Linked DNA regions of Macaca mulatta: region 1 is linked to region 2. The links are chromatin contacts, called in public Hi-C maps. All regions are on one chromosome and are shown on one strand. The core of a region is the stretch at or near the end of the contact, and the rest is flanking DNA. Distances in the headings are between cores, read along the strand shown. Region 1 holds the start of HOOK2 (hook microtubule tethering protein 2). Region 2 holds the start of TNPO2 (transportin 2).

The links. Hi-C and Micro-C count contacts between places; a contact is called where the count stands out from the background.
Region 1: a Hi-C map of fetal cortex germinal zone shows a contact between it and region 2, with 2.0 times the contacts expected there. The contact joins the promoter of HOOK2 here to the promoter of TNPO2 in region 2. A contact is called at or near these places in 3 of 14 Hi-C or Micro-C datasets (fetal cortex germinal zone, fetal cortical plate and liver).

The regions. Positions count from the first base shown.
Region 1 is chr19:13,346,426-13,351,601 of T2T-MMU8v2.0, forward strand. It overlaps HOOK2 (hook microtubule tethering protein 2), which reads right to left and starts at 1,921. Exons shown (of 22, transcript XM_077977625.1): 1 at 1,895-1,921. It overlaps JUNB (JunB proto-oncogene, AP-1 transcription factor subunit), which reads left to right and starts at 1,042. Exons shown (of 1, transcript NM_001194461.1): 1 at 1,042-2,883. The coding sequence starts at 1,343. The coding sequence ends at 2,386.
Region 2 is chr19:13,275,778-13,281,146 of T2T-MMU8v2.0, forward strand. TNPO2 (transportin 2) reads right to left here and starts at 3,972. Exons shown (of 26, transcript NM_001261575.1): 1 at 3,773-3,972; 2 at 3,256-3,367; 3 at 901-1,012. The coding sequence starts at 999.

The DNA of each region.
Region 1 (5,176 bases), core at 671-3,170, 69 kb after region 2:
CCAGGCTCCAGGAGCCGACACGGTGTCGGGCAAAGCCCAGGGTCAATAGGGGAGAGTTTTAGGATGGGGGACAGAGAATACAGATGCCTAGGAGGTTACCCACGAGGGGGAGCACCAGTCGTGGAAGATCCAGCAGTCCTGGTGCGCAGGACCCTCAAAGCCCCCTCCTCGCATGTCAACTGAGTACCCTCTTATTGTCTTCTCTGCTCCGAAGATGTGTCCGGACCCTTCTGACTCTCTCCTTCATCCGGGCTTCGCAGATGACCCCAGTGGTCACCAGTTTCTGGCAGACTTGTCTCCATCTTCTACCCTGCATATTTTACCTGCCTCAGTGTACCGCAGGACGCTTACTCGCTTTCTGCATACCTAGATTTCCCCTAATTCCTCCTTCCCAATTACGGGAGAGCCCTCAGACCTTCCCATGGGCTCCTGGACCCTACTCATTTCTTTCAATTTAATGGGTCGTGCAGCTCCGCCCACTCACCCCTTTTGATCTCTCCCCTCCTCCATCCTGTGAAAATTCCAGCCCCGCATCCTTCTATGCTCGGGACCCCCAGTCAATTCCTGGGTCAGGTGTCTCCTTACCCCTCCCGATTTACCGTGCTTAACCCTCATTCCTGCTTTTTGGGGTCTCCCAATGAATTGTCCTACCCCTCTCGTATTCTGGGTACCTCAGGGGTTTCTTCGCACACCCTGAGATCCTCAACCTACTTGCTGCGTACCAGGTCCTGGTATTTGTCCCAGTGGACTTCAATGAAATCATCCTCCTCCCTGAAACCCCTCACTCATGTGCCTGGGCCCCCAGGCCTCCTTCCATGCGTACCCCGGGGTCCTTTGAGCCCCTCCCCCTGCAGGCCCGCCGAGCCACCCGGCCCGTGGCCGCTGTTTACAAGGACACGCGCTTCCTGACAGTGACGCGAGCCGCCTCCTCCCCTTCCCCACGCTCGAAGAGGGGGGCGCGGGGGCCCGGCTTCGGCGACGGCCAATCGGAGCGCACTTCCGTGGCTGACTAGCGCGGTATAAAGGCGTGTGGCTCAGGCTGAGCGGCTGGGACCTTGAGAGCGGCCAGGCCAGCTTCGGAGCCAGCAGGGAGCTGGGAGCTGGGAGCTGGGGGAAACGACGCCAGGAAAGCTATCGCGCCGGAGAGGGCGACGGGGGCTCGGGAAGCCTGACAGATCTTTTGCGCACAGCTGCCGGCTGGCTGCTCCCCGCCCGCGCCAGCCCCCGAGAACGCGCGACCAGGCACCCAGTCCGGCCACCGCAGCGGAGAGCTCGCCGCTCGCTGCAGCGAGGCCCGGGGCGGCCCCGCAGGGACCCTCCCCAGACCGCCTGGGCCGCCCGGATGTGCACTAAAATGGAACAGCCCTTCTACCACGACGACTCATACACAGCTACGGGATACGGCCGGGCCCCTGGTGGCCTCTCTCTACACGACTACAAACTCCTGAAACCGAGCCTGGCGGTCAACCTGGCCGACCCCTACCGGAGTCTCAAAGCGCCTGGGGCTCGGGGACCCGGCCCAGAGGGCGGCGGTGGCGGCAGCTACTTTTCTGGTCAGGGCTCGGACACCGGCGCGTCTCTCAAGCTCGCCTCTTCGGAGCTGGAACGCCTGATCGTCCCCAACAGCAACGGCGTGATCACGACGACGCCTACACCCCCGGGACAGTACTTTTACCCCCGCGGGGGTGGCAGCGGTGGAGGTGCGGGGGGCGCAGGGGGCGGCGTCACCGAGGAGCAGGAGGGCTTCGCCGACGGCTTTGTCAAAGCCCTGGACGATCTGCACAAGATGAACCACGTGACACCCCCCAACGTGTCCCTGGGCGCTAGCGGGGGGCCCCCGGCTGGGCCCGGGGGCGTCTACGCCGGCCCGGAGCCACCTCCCGTTTACACCAACCTCAGCAGCTACTCCCCAGCCTCTGCGTCCTCGGGAGGCGCCGGGGCTGCCGTCGGGACCGGGAGCTCATACCCGACGGCCACCATCAGCTACCTCCCACACGCGCCACCCTTCGCCGGTGGCCACCCGGCGCAGCTGGGCTTGGGCCGCAGCGCCTCCACCTTTAAGGAAGAACCGCAGACCGTGCCGGAGGCGCGCAGCCGGGACGCCACGCCGCCGGTGTCCCCCATCAACATGGAAGACCAAGAGCGCATCAAAGTGGAGCGCAAGCGGCTGCGGAACCGGCTGGCGGCCACCAAGTGCCGGAAGCGGAAGCTGGAGCGCATCGCGCGCCTGGAGGACAAGGTGAAGACGCTCAAGGCCGAGAACGCGGGGCTGTCGAGTACCGCCGGCCTCCTCCGGGAGCAGGTGGCCCAGCTCAAACAGAAGGTCATGACCCACGTCAGCAACGGCTGTCAGCTGCTGCTTGGGGTCAAGGGACACGCCTTCTGAGCGCCCCCTGTCCCCTTACGGACACCCCCTCGCTTGGACGGCTGGGCGCACGTCTCCCACTGGGGTCCAGGGAGCAGGCGGTGGGCACCCATCCTGGGACCTGGGGGCGCCGCAAACCACACTGAACTCCCGCCCTGCGCCCAGTCCTTCCACCTCGACGTTTACAAGCCCCCCCTTCCACATTTTTTTGTATGTTTTTTTTCTGCTGGAAACAGACTCGATTCATATTGAATATAATATATTTGTGTATTTAACAGGGAGGGGAGGAGGGGGCGATCGCGGCGGAGCTGGCCCCGCCGCCCGGTACTCAAGCCCGCGGGGACATTGGGAAGGGGACCCCCGCCCCCTGCCCTCCCCTCTCTGCAACGTACTGTGGAAAAGAAACACGCACTTAGTCTCTAAAGAGTTTATTTTAAGACGTGTTTGTGTTTGTGTGTGTGTTTGTTCTTTTTATTGAATCTATTTAAGTAAAAAAAAAAAAATTTGTTCTTTATTAATTTCTGTTGTCTTTTTTTCCAAGCTGGGAGGGCGGAGGGAAAAAAAAGCACTGGTGTGCCCCCAGCTCAGTGCTGTTGGTGGCTCGGTCCTGTATGTGTCCCCCTCGTCGGCTCTGCGCAGGCATCTTGTGGTCCCAACCCGGGAGTCCCACCCTTCCCGCGTCCCCGAATCTCCAGGGTTGGATGGTTGGGGCGCGGGACGCAGTCCAGGGACACAGTAGCTGAAGGCAGGGCGCTGGGGGCGAGACGCGGAGCGCGCAGGCGCGGCCCCGCCCAGCAGTGCGCGCCGGGGCTTTCCCCGCTGACGCAGCGGAAGCGTTGCCCATACAAGGACCGATTCTGCCCAGTGACGCGACCGCGGTCTCTGGGCAGATTCCGGGAATCCCCTCCCCCGCTCTGCCGGGCAGGGCCGCAGCGCCGGGAAGGGGGCCGGGATTTTCCCGGGCAGGCGGCTGCCCGGGCACGGAAAGCCCCAGGCCTGGGTCCAGAGGGCCCGCGGTGGGCGGGCAGCGCTCCTGGGCCCCGGGAGCCACCTCTGTGCTACCTTCAAGACACTGGCGCCTGGGCCCCGCCGCGCCCACGCCCCCTCCGTCTGACCTGACCGGGGCAGAGGGTTGCTGCTGCTTGGGCGGCTTTGCCGACACCCTCCCCTCTACCCCCACCCCCGCCAGGAAGGGCGGCGCCCGCCTGCCAGCTTCCCCTCCCGGGTGCCAGGCCAGGAGCGGGGCGACTGCCAGGTCTGGTTCTGCCGGGGCGGCTGCTCGGGCCGCTGGGCGCCGCCACCGCCCTCGCGCTGGGCTCCCTCCCGCGCAGCTGGGACACTTGGGGGTGGGGGTGCCGGTGCGGGTGCTGCTGGCACGCCTGGAGGGAGTCTGGCCGGCTTCGGGGCTGTAAGCCCCCAGAGCAGTGGAGAAAAACAGGTAGAGAAACTAGACAGGCAGTAAGGTGAGTGGAACAGACACTTCATCAATTCATTTGTGCAATACCTAGAACAACTAGACCCTGGAGACACAGTCTGGACCCCTCCAGACAAGACAATAAATAAACAAGCAAGCATGGTTCTTCAGAGGTGGTGGTAAGTGCTAGTAAGAGGGAAAAAAAAAACCACACACACACACACACACACAGGTCAAGGTGGCAGTGATGGGGCAGAGAGGAAAGTTGCTTTGTAAAATGGAGTGGGAACATGGACCTTTAACGGGGCGACTTTTTCTTTTTTATGTTTTAGAGACCGGTCTTGCCCTGTTGCCCAGGTTGGAGTGCAGTGGTGCAATCATAGCTAACTGCAGCCTAGACCTTCTGTGCTCAAGCAGTTCCTCCCACTTCAGCTTCCCAACTAGCTAGTACAGGCACACACCACTGTGCCTGGCTAATTTTGTTTACTTTTGTAGAGATGGGGTCTGCTATGTTGCCCTGGCTGGTCTGGAACTCCTGGGTCAAGCAGTCCTCCTGCCTTGGCCTTTCAAAGCACTGGGATTCCAGGCATGAGCCACCGGGCTTGTCTCTCAGTGACTTTTTCTTTTCTTTTCTTTTTTTTTTTTTTGAGACAGATTCTTGCTCTGTCACCCAGACTGGAGTGCAGTGGTGTGCTCTTGGCTCACTGCAACCTCTGCCTTTTGGGTTCAAGCAATTCTCCTACCTTAGCCTCCCAAGTAGCTGGGATTATAGGTGCCTGCCACCATGCCCGGCTAATTTTGTATCTTTAGTAGAGACGGGGTTTTGGCACGTTTGCCAGGCTGGTCTTGAACTCTTGACCTGAGGTCATCTGCCAGCCTCGGCCTCCAAAGTGCTAGGATTACAGGTGTGAGCCATCGTGCGTGGCTGTGACTTTTCAACAGATTTGAAGAAGTGGGGTCCTGAGAAAATCCTGGGTAATAACAGCATCAGAGGTAACAGGTTTTGTTTGTTTTTGAGATGGAGTCTCCCTCTGTCACCCAGGCTGGAGTGCAGTGGCTCGATTTCAGTTTACTGCAACCTCCACCCACAGGATTCAAGCGATTCTCCTGCCTCAGCCTCCCAAGTAGCTGGGTCTACAGGCGTGCATCATCATGCCAGGCTAATTTTTATTTTTATATTTTTAGTAGAGAGGGTTTAATCATGTTGGCCAGGCTGGTCTCAAACCGCTGACCTCAGGTGATCCGCCTGCCTTGGTCTCCCAAAGTGCTGGGATTACCAGTGTGAGCCATCCCGCTCAGCTGAGAGCAGCTCTTAAATGGCAAAATTTTTGTAGCCAGGTGAGCCTGTGAAAGAACAGCAGGAAGCCAGCGTGTCTGTAATATGAGTGAACCACAAC
Region 2 (5,369 bases), core at 2,722-5,221:
ATTTTGGAATGAGTCATGCTCATGGTTTAAACATTTATGTACTTATTTATTTTGAGACAGACTCTCACTCTTGTCACTTAGGCTGGAGTGCAGTGGCGCGATCTTGGCTCACTATAACCTCCACCTCCCAGGTTCAAGTGATTCTCCTGCCTCAGCCTCCTGACTAGCTGAGATTACAGGCTTCTGCCACCACATCTGGCTTGATTTTTGTATTTTTAGTAGAGACAGGGTTTCTCCATGTTGGCCAGGCTGGTCTCAAAACTCCTGACCTCAGGCGATCCATCCACCTCGGCCTCCCAAAGTGCTGGGATTACAGGCATGAGCCACCGCGCCTGGCCTATATCTTTTTTTTGAGACGTGGTCTGGCTCTGTCGCCCAGGATGGCTGGAGTACAGTAGCACAATTTCAACTCACCTCAACCTCTACCTCCTGGGCTCTAGCCATCCTCTCACTTCATCCTCCCAAGTAGCTGGGACTACATGTGCATGCCACCACACCCAGCTATTTTTTCTATTTTTTGTAGAGATGGGGGAGTCTCCCTATATTGCCCAGGCTGGTCTCAAACTCCTGGGCTCAAGCAATCTACCTGCCTCGGCCTACCAAAGTGCTCTGATTACAGGCATGAGCCACCCTGTGAGGGCCAGGGCCTACTTTAACAGCTAATGGAGTAGATGCTGGCGTTCAATGAACATTAGGAATTTTCATCATTTTCCATAACAATCCCCACAGCTCTGAAAATGGGACCCAGGATTTCTAATCCTTCTCTGTCCAGGGCAGATCCTCCTCACAGCAGAAAAAATCTGGGGACTGGGGGAGTCAGTCCCTTTCTTTCTCTCCCTGGCCTTTGGAAACTGCATACATCTACCCGGTTCCCCCAGCCCCAGAAGGAAGGAAGGATACATCCTGCACGATGCGCTGAGTGGCTGTGTTGGGCGACTGTGAGTCTTTGAGCAGCTGCAGGACCTGCTGCAGGCCCTGCTCGTCTGGCTGCCAGTCCATGGCGCAAGGCAAGCTGCGGGGGTAGGGGCCGGGGTCAGCGCTGGGTCTCTGGGGCTCCGTGTGAGACCCAGGTGGAGCCCCTGAGGCCGCGGTGGCCGCATGACGACGGGAACGCCCTCGGCGGACAGGCGGAGGCCTCCGATCCACGCCCGCCCAAGTGCGGGGTCCCCGCCAGCTGCGCCATCCTCGGCCGCGCAGTCGCGGGCTCGGGAGCGCGGGAGGGGGGATGTGGAAGCGGGCCACAGGCGGCGGCGGCGGGGCCCGGCGGATCTTCACGGGACCCAGCGAAGAGCCCTCGTCCCAGGGTGGCCCATGCCGCCGACCCCGGCTCCGAGCCCGAAGGCTTCTACCTCCCTCGCAGCGGCTGGGCGAGGGCCCAGCCGCCTCCACATCCAGGGGCCCCGCCCCAGACCGTGATAGCGCCCCGGCCCCCGTGGTCTCTTCCGTGCAGGCACAGTCCCTGGAGAGTCCCCTTCCCCCGACACTCGGCCCTTAACCTCTGCCAAATCCCAGAGGCCTCCTGCCCTAGTCCAATTTCTGAGCTTCCCCAGATGCACCGTCCCAAGACGATCGTCCTGATCTCTCCTGTCCCCTGTTCCTGCCCTTCAAGCTCAGCAGATGCCAGATATCCCTCTCTGTGGCCTAGCCAAATTCTAAGAATTCCCCTTAATCAGGCCCAAAGCAGTCCCCAGATAGGTCTCTGTTGCCTCTTCGAATGAGAGCCAGCCAAGCCCGACCAACCCACTATAGGAGCCCCCTGAACAGATCCCAGTCGCCTTTCCCAATCAGGTCTGGCCAAGGCTCTCCCTGAAATCCCCTCCAACCCAGTCAGCAGTAACCCCTGCTGACGGATCTCTGTTGCCTCTCCCAGTCAAGTTCGGCCGAGTCCCCCACCACCTCGTGTCGGTAACCCCCTGGCCCGATCCTTGCAGCCTCCCCCAGGTCGGCCTGGGTGAACACCCCCCGGGGCATTCCCCTCAACGGATCCCAGCGACGCCTCGAAGTCAGATCCAGGAAAACCCTCTAGGCCGAAGTCTGACGCCCCTCCCTGTCAGGGCCCAACAAGCTCCCCTCCCCCCTCCCCGCTCAACTTTTCAGTGCGGCCTCCCCCAATCAGACCCAACCAAGCCCCACCGAAACAGGCCCCTACACACACCCGATCCTCGCGACGTCCCCCAATCAGGCCCCAAGCAGTCCCCAGACGCTTCCCCCAATCAGATCCCCTCCAGCCCGACCCCAGCAGTCCCACTGGCCCTCTTCTTGCTGAGCCCCGACATGGCCTGGCTTCGAGGCCCCACCCCCTAAGCTCTGCTCAGTTTCCCCCCCTCCCCCGCCCGACCCGTTCTAGCAGCCAGGAGGATCTGGCCCAACCGGGTTCCCGGCCTTTCCCGGTCGGGCGCGGCCCCGACGCCCGGGCCGCGCGCGGCGCAGGCCCGGTGCCCGGCGGGGGTCGACGCAAGCCGGGGCCAAGAGGGTCGGGCTGAGTGAGGCCCACTTACCCGGCCCCGGGCAGCAGCGGCGGCAACTCGCGCTGCGGCTTCTCCAGAGACTCGCGCGGAAGGAGGGAGCCAAAGAGAGAGAATTAAAAAAAAAAAAAAAAAAAAAAAGAAAGAAAAAAAAGAAAAACGCGGCCGTAGGTGAGCCGCCGCGGCTCCCGTACTCTGTTCAAACTGGTCCCGCCGAGCCAATCGGAAGGTTCAACCTTCACACGTGCCCTGGCACTTGGGAAACCCGGGCTGAGACGAGGCCCGGTCACGTGACGAAAGAGTTGCCGTTTCTTTGGCCTCTCTAGCCGGCCGGTCCTCCCAGTGTCTCGTTTTCCCAGCATTTTACACTGACCTGACCGCAAGCTCTTTAGTTGCAACCAGGAGTTTGGTAGCGCGTGGGGACTTTCTGTGTGTGAGGGATCCAGGAACCCCTCGGCCAGAGCCAGCGACCTCCTTGTCACCTTCCTCCACTAAAAATTGAAATATGCCTCCCTTCCCCCATCCAGAGGTACTTGGGAGGAGTACGCTGTGTGCGCGTAAAAGAGTTGAGCATGGTCTTTACAGCCCAGAGACAAAGGAAAGAAAGCAGGACAAAGTAAGTGCCTGAGACAAGCCGGGTTCCTACAGAAGCCTCCACCAATTTTTGCATTATTTTCCCGTACTGTTGGGCAGTTTTTACAAGGAGATAAAAAAGCCACAAGGATATACATTTTTGAATAAAACGAAATGAACTAATAAACTTTGAACCAGGCCTCATCCCTTTCCCTACCTGAAGCTGAATGAGGTGGAACAGCGCAGGAAATTCTGGCAAGAGCAGGGTCATGAAGAAAGAAATCTTCGCGATCCTTGCGACGTCTGAAGACAGTAGGACACCGTTTTTCCTTCTCGAGAGAGGAGCAGATGGTAAAGAGCTGGAGACCCTGGAACGTCCTGGTTTCCCCTCCCTGCCCTGCCGATAACAAAGTGGGAGACCTCCTGCCACTTGAAGCCTCAGTTTCCCCACTTGTCAAATGGGTTAAAGAGCAGTTCGCGCGATTAGAGATCATCCAAGTTAAGCATGACCTGGCCAGCTCTAACTTGTTCCTTAAAAACGTAGCTTTACCCTCCAAGGTTCAAGGCTGTTCTTTTACTGTATTCAGCCCCTCCCTAAGCCGATATTTAATGAATTCACCGGCGCTAATCCCAAAGAACAACCCAGCCCTGATCTGAGGAACTTTTTGACCCTCGAGAGGCACAGGTCAATTTCTGCCCCTGCCTAAAGGAGGGGAACCGCTATCTCAACCCACTCGCCGTAGGCAAAGTCAGTCCCGGCTCCGTTCATTCATGAGAAGCAAGTACTGGGCCTCCAAGGTTAGGGAAGTGTCGGCAGGCGCCTAACTCCACTCGAAGAATCGAGGAAGACACCCTAAAGGAGCAGTTGGGATTCCGAGGTAGCCAGTTGCGCTGGACTGAAACCTGGGCTGAGAAACACGTGCAGAAAGCCGCCACAAACGCATGCGTAAAGGCCTCCCTTCCCCCACCCTCCGATAAACCCTGGAACTACAAATCCCGTCCTGCCATGCGCCAGGGTCGCCGCGCATTGGGGTTTTGGCTGAGAATCAAATTGGGAGGAGGGTCTCTAGACCAACCGAGGTGCATGGGGAACAGAAGAGTGAGACTGGGGAGCTGGGGCTGGATTGGGGGTTCCTGGGGCGGGTGTGAATGATAAGAGCTTTCTGGTCAAATCTGGGGGCTGCCCCAGATAACGATCAGATGGGGAGCGAGTTTGGGATGCAGGAGACAATTTGTTAAGGTTCACCCCCTTCATATAATATGGCAAATTTCCAGCGGCCCTGCGCAAGCCTTGGGGCAGAAGAAAGTAGCCGCTGCTGCATGTATAGTCCACATTGTTGGCCCTCGTGAGGTCACGGAATTTTTTCTTCCTCTCCAGCTGATGAATTTGAGTGCTGAATCAGGACAAGGTTGTGGGGTTTTGTTTTTTTTGTTGTTTTTGTTTTTCTGTTTCTTTTTGTTTGTTTTGTTTTGTTTTTGAGACGGAGTCTCGCTCTGTTGCCAGGCTGAAGTGCAATGGCGCGATCTCAGCTTATTGTAAACTCCGCCTCCCGGGTTCAAGCGATTCTCCTGCCTCAGCCTCCCGAGTAGCTGGGATTACAGGCATGTGCCACCACGCTCTGCTAATTAGCCACGCCCGGCTTTTTTTTTTTTTTTTTTTTTTTTTTTTTTTAGTAGAAATGGGGTTTCACAATGTTGACCAGGATGGTCTTGATTTCTTGACCTCATGATCCGCCCGCCTCGGCCTCCCAAAGTGTTAGGATTACAGGCGGGAGCCACCGCACCTGGCGGTTTTTCTTTGAGACAGTGTCTCGCCCTCATTGTCCCGGCTGGAGTGCAATGGCTCACTGCAACCTCCGCCTCCGGGTTCAAGCGATTCTCCTGCCTCAGCCTTCCGAGTAGCTGGAATTACAGGCGTCTGCCACCACGCCAGGCTAATTTTTTGTATATTTAGAAGAGATGGGGTTTTACTATATTGGCCAGGCTGGTCTTGAACCCCTGACCTCTGGTGGTCCACCGGTCTCGACCTCGCAAAGTGCTGGGATTACAGGTGTGAGCCACTGTGCCCGGCCCAGTGTTTTCCTATTTCTTTATTTCTGAGACGGAGTTGCGCTCTGTTGCCCAGGCTGGAGTGCAATGGTGGGATCTCAGCTCACTGCAACCTGTGCTTCCAGGGTTCAAGCTATTCTCCTGTCTCAGCCTCCCGAGTACCTGGGACTACAGGCGCCCACAACCACGCCCGGCTAATTTTTGTATTTTTAGTAGAGATAGGGTTTCTCCATGTTGGTCAGGCTGTCTCGAACTCCCGACCTCAGGTGATCCACCCGCCTT